2 separate regions of the Sus scrofa genome follow, and region 2 is linked to region 1. The links are chromatin contacts, called in public Hi-C maps. All regions are on one chromosome and are shown on one strand. The core of a region is the stretch at or near the end of the contact, and the rest is flanking DNA. Distances in the headings are between cores, read along the strand shown.

Evidence for each region. A called contact is a pair of places that touch in the nucleus more often than the background predicts.
Region 2: a contact with region 1 is called in a Hi-C map of subcutaneous adipose tissue, with 4 times the contacts expected there. The contact joins two enhancer-like sites. A contact is called at or near these places in 2 of 5 promoter capture datasets (fetal liver and liver), 30 of 47 Hi-C or Micro-C datasets (adipose tissue, alveolar macrophages, blood and 15 more) and 2 of 2 datasets of contacts at active chromatin or transcription factors (alveolar macrophages and skeletal muscle).

Annotation. Positions count from the first base shown.
Region 1 is chr6:43,031,802-43,034,343 of Sscrofa11.1, reverse strand. No RefSeq gene overlaps it. Among named protein-coding and RNA genes, the nearest start is that of SLC7A10, 15 kb to the right of the region's middle. Within about 2 kb of position 1,278, at least 9 of the 83 cell types and tissues checked have an H3K27ac peak or open chromatin away from gene starts, as enhancers often do. A contact at or near this core is called in retroperitoneal adipose tissue and subcutaneous adipose tissue, where this site is marked.
Region 2 is chr6:43,189,564-43,192,105 of Sscrofa11.1, reverse strand. All of the region lies in intron 11 of PEPD (xaa-Pro dipeptidase), which reads left to right. Among named protein-coding and RNA genes, the nearest start is that of CEBPG, 26 kb to the right of the region's middle. Within about 2 kb of position 1,280, at least 14 of the 83 cell types and tissues checked have an H3K27ac peak or open chromatin away from gene starts, as enhancers often do. A contact at or near this core is called in retroperitoneal adipose tissue and subcutaneous adipose tissue, where this site is marked.

The sequences.
Region 1 (2,542 bases), core at 29-2,528:
GGTGTCCTTGGGAGAAGACTGCAACATGGCCCGAGGCCCTTTGTAGTCTGTTTCCTCCCGCCCTCTGACCTCCATCATGGCATCCCCTCCCCCCTCAGCAGAGGCCTTGGTGATTCACTCATAAGAGGTTCGGCTTGTTCCTGCGTCAGGACTTTTGCACATACTGTTCCAACTGCCCTGAATGCTCTTCCCTCTGGTATTCACATGACTGATCCTCCTCATTGCCTGTTCACAAAGCCTCCCCACTGGACCCTCCAAAACAGCCACTCCCATGGCCCTCCCAGTTCCTCCATGATTGATGTCCTGTGCCACAGAGTCCCTACCACAAAGTCTCTGTTCCATTCATTGGTGACTTTAGTATTCTGTAGCCTGCAAGCGCCCCGGGGCGGAGTACAGTCCCCTTGCTTGTGACAGGATCCCCACCGCCTGGCACACTGGTCCTCACTGAGCTTTGCCCAAGTGAGTGCATGGCAGGAGGGTGGGGACTGGGCCCCCAGAGGACCAGAGCGGGATTGTGCTGGACCTGGGATGGGACAGGGGCGGGCGGGTGCAAGTAAGACTTGAGTCAAAGGGCCTGCCTGGGAGTTCCTGTTGTGGTGCAGCTGAAACGAATTCGGCTAGGAACCATGAGGTTGTGGGTTCAATCCCTGGCCTCACTTGGTGGGTTGAGGATCCGGCAATGTCATGAGCTGTGATGTAGGTTGCAGACATGGCTCAGATCCAGTGTTGCTGTGGCTGTGGTGTAGGCTGCGGCTCAGATCCAGCTAGGGGTCAAATCCAATTGTAGCTCCAATTGGATCTCTAGCCTGGGACTTCCATAGGCTACAGGTGCAGCCCTAAAAAGCAAAAAGGGGGGGGGCCCACCTGGAGGTGCTGGTGGGAACCCCTCCCCCCTCCCCACAGCAGGGCATCCGGTCAGGGAGGGGCCAGGTGGGCCAGGAGTTGGTGCCACTGCCCCACCAGTCACTAGCTCTGTCCTCGATCTGGGTCTGTGTGGGCAGGAGGTGGGGACAGGTCAGCCTCCGTGGAGAATGTCTCCTCTTGGGCCAGGTGATGCCACCCCATGGGCTAAGCACAGCTAGAGGACGCTCAGATGCCTTGACAGACCAGGGAGTGCCCCTTGCCCGTGGAGCTCTGGCCCCTCACCCAGGGCCTTTCTTCTGTCCTGTGGGCTCTTGGTGACACCTAGTGGCCAGCATTCCTAATGCACTGTTTCCCCCATTCCCCGCACCCTCTCCCCGGGGGATGTCCCCCGCCGGCAAGGGCACCCCAGCCCTGGGTCTCGCCCACTCACATTCTCACGATCCTCATCGCCAGGCTGTACCCACATGCTCACTCTCACACCTCTCTAAGGCTTACCCCTCCCACACTCAGTCACAGAGCCACATGGAACCATGGGATGTCCCCGGGCTCTCTAGGCAAAGGGTCTCCTCCGGTGCCCCTGCAGGGCTGTCACCCCCGCCCAGGTGCACCCGCTAGCACCCTGGGGAGGGAAGCCTGGAGGGGCGGCTGCAGTGACACTCTGGGCTCCCTGCCCACCCCCTCTCTCTGGGCCACAGATGCCACTGATAAAAACGAAGCAGGGCAGTGGCCCAAGGCCAAGGTCGAGAACCAGCCAGAACCCAGGAGGTCGCCACCAGGGTGGTCGGGACCAGAAGCCCAGGAGAAAGCAGCCTATGGGTGAGGCTGCACAAACGAGGGTGGCTACCCTTGAGGACGCGGGGCAGGGGAAAGGGGCCTGGGAGCCAGGCCAGACTCAGGAGGGGGCATGTCTGCATTGGCCAAGAGCAACCTCAGCTGAGCCACGGCCAGGCTGCCTGCGTCACTGAGAGGAGCCCGGGGAACTGGGGGAAAGGCCTGGTGGGCGAGCTGCCCGGACCCTACCAACGGAGGCATGGGGCACGTGGGGCCAGCAATGCTGGGCGGGGCCTGGGGCCTGGGATCCCTGACTCCATGGATCCAGAGGGACCCTTTTCAGGCAGGCCACCAGCCTTCGGCAACAGCCGAAGGGCAAAGTCACTTTCCCTGTTTCCCAGGTCGGGGGGACTGAGGCCTGGCAGGAGTTGATGAGACAGGAGTTGCTGGCGCCTAAGTTCTAGGCTGCATGGCATCAGGGCCGTGACCTCCTGTAACCTCCCAGAGCCCAGGCACCCCTCACCTCTGCCAGCGGGGCCCCATTCACCCCCCTCTCTCAATCACCTGACCTCAAATCCCTGCACTGCCCAGAGGAGGTATCCCAGAAGCCAGGGGACAAGAGAGAGATGGCCAGGTAAGGTTGGTTGTAGCCTTGCCCAGCTCTGCCCAGAGCCCTCACCTGCTTGCCTGGTGTGAACCTGGCTCAGGGATGGGCAGCCTTGGGGGAGGCCAGCCCTGGATGCCTTTGGCCGTAGCCTGTGCCCAGTGCTCCAGGCCCCAGGGACCCTAGAGAAGTTCCAGCTCCTCAGCGGGAGATGCCAGATGGGGGGCTGGAGGCTAAGACCCCCTAAGGGATCCCCTCTGCCTCCCCATGCTTGACCTCAGCCCCAGCTCCACATGGACTGGA
Region 2 (2,542 bases), core at 31-2,530, 160 kb before region 1:
AAGTCTTCTAGAATCTGAGCGCGAAAGCCAGGCTGGCAGAGGAACTCCAAGCATGCCCCTTCCCACTTTCTTTTTTTGAGGAGAGCAGGGAGGATTTGGTCAGGCATCTCGTCTGCCCTGGGGAAGAGGCCTGCTGGCGCTCTCCCGATGGCTCCAGCAGTTGGTGCGCTCTTGTGGGCTCCCCGGCTTTTTCAAGAGCACGATTTCTGGTTTTCTTGGAGATCTGCACGGTCCAATAGAATGTTCTGCCCCAGGTGCTGCTACAGGTCGCCCTCTGAAGTGGTGGCCCCCCAGGAATCTGTGCCCACACTCTTGGCTCTGTCCTGTCTGCTCAGGCCCTTCCTGGACGTTCTAAATCAACAAACCACAGACCATTTTCCTTTGTTGCCTCTGAGCAGCCCAAAGGGGAGTGCTCTGCTCCCCGGGTGAACCTGGGCCACGGGCCCACTCCAGGTGCCTGCCTGCACGCCGGCCCCAGAGGACACCAGCCTGCCCCAGTGGTAGTAGAGTCTGTATTTTATTTTCTTTTTCTTTTTTTTCTTTCTTTTTGGTCTTTTCTAGGGCTGCACTCATGGCATATGGAGGTTCCCAGGCTAGGGGTCTAATTGGAGCTGTAGACTCCAACCTACACCAGAGCCACAGCAACACAGGCCGAGCCGCATCTGCAACCTACACCATAGCTCATAGCAATGCTGGATCCTTAACCCACTGAGTGAGGCCAGGGATCGAACCCGCAACCTCATGGTTCCTAGTTGGACTTATTAACCACTGAGCCACGATGGGAACTCCCGCCTGCCTTTTCAAAGGGGAAACACGGAGGCCCTGAAGGCTGAGCTCCGCAGCCAGGACAGAGATGCCCATCCCTGGGCCCTGAACTGCCAACCCCCAACTCGGGACTTAGCTGGACCAGTGTTCAAAGCCTCCGTTTCCCTGTGGTTTAGGGCCAAGCTACACCCCGCCTGCCTGGCCAGCTGGAGGGAGGACTGAGTAAACACCTGCAGGCAGCTGTCAGCCCAAACACCCTGGTGCCTCTACCTCTGCAGCGTCTGGGGACTGGATGCCTGGGCGTGTCTGCCCGGGGCCGCTCACCGTTTGGTCCTCAGCTCCCACACAAGGCCTGGGCAGGTCTCCTCAAGTTGGGCTGCCCCAGGCAGGGTCTCCCCGGAGTCTGTGACCCAATCCGACATCCCCTGCCGTGCCAGGGAAGCTCTTCCCCCGCTCCTAAGAATCACCTGAGTTGTTATCTGGTGCTTTTTGCACTGTTGACATTGTTTATGGTGTTTTGCAATTGGAAAAAAGACAGCAGATTAAAAAGTGCCTGACTGGGGACTTTGGATTCCAGCAGAGCGTCCTTTCCTTTAGAAATCTTTCTGTGGAGTCGCTGGGGCTGCCATCAGCTTGCTCCCCCTTGAAGGGCGCGGAGTCGGGGTCCCCAGAGACAGGCACACGGGCAGCCTCTGGAATGTTGGTTGAGCCATTGTGTTTACTATTAGAATTAGGGTTTGGGTGAGAGGCCCTTGTCATGGGAGGCGTGGCTCTGCCCCTGGGCTCAGATTTGCCAGGATTCGTGTGGCCTCAGACTGCACTACACGGACGGAGCCAGGCACGGAGGGGAGCCGGGCTCTAGCCAGTCACAGAGGGCAGTGCCCGCTGCCACCGCCTCCGCCCCATCTGGCTCTGAAACACGGCAGGGGCCCGAGCTCTGGCACTGGACTGGGGCCCCTCAGTCGGTTTTGTCACCATCAGCATCATGACTTGACTATGACCCCAAGAAGGGGACAGGGGGCTAGTGGGCCTCTGCTCTGTGCGTGCCCGGGTGGGACCGGATGAGGAGGCCACTCCGTCTCTGCACTCCACTCCTCTCATCTGGGGCCCCCATCATCAGGCCTGGACCCGGCAGCCCCTCACTTACTGTGTCTCCTCCTACCACGGAGGGAGCTCGGGCTAGGATTCTCGCTCGACTTGCCCGTGACTAGGGGCCATGAGCACACAGTCAGGTGGCAGGGGTGTGGGGGTGAGGCTCCCTGCCCCCCGTTCCCTCCCAGCCCCCCTGCAGCCAGGCCCTGTCATGGGGTGTCCGGAGGCCAGGCTCAGCTGGGCCATCCCCCTGACTCAGCAGGCCCGTGTGTCTGTCCCCGCGGCATCCAGCCTCAGCCGCTTTGCACTCCCAGCTCTGGGCTTCTTTCCTTCCACTCTCTGCTCCTGCCATTCGTGCCTCCTGCCCTGTGACCTGGGGGTACTGGGAGCCAAGAGGTCCCCAACTTGGGGGCTTGGCCGGCCAAGCAGAGCACACTGTCCCACCCCACTGGGGAGAGGGCCACTCTCCTCTGGCCAAGGGGACCCCGGAGCTGTCAGCTAGGTTTTCACTCCGACACCAGGGCCTGCAAGAGACAGGCAGTGCGGCTCAGCCCGCGTCTTCTGTCAGGTGGGTGTGTCTGTCTCAAGGTCCCCTCCAGCTCTGGTGAGCGGCCCCTCATGAGCTGCAGCTGTGCCCCACGCTGGGTGCACGGCGGCCCTGGGAGGGTCTCTCGGAGGGCCGGTG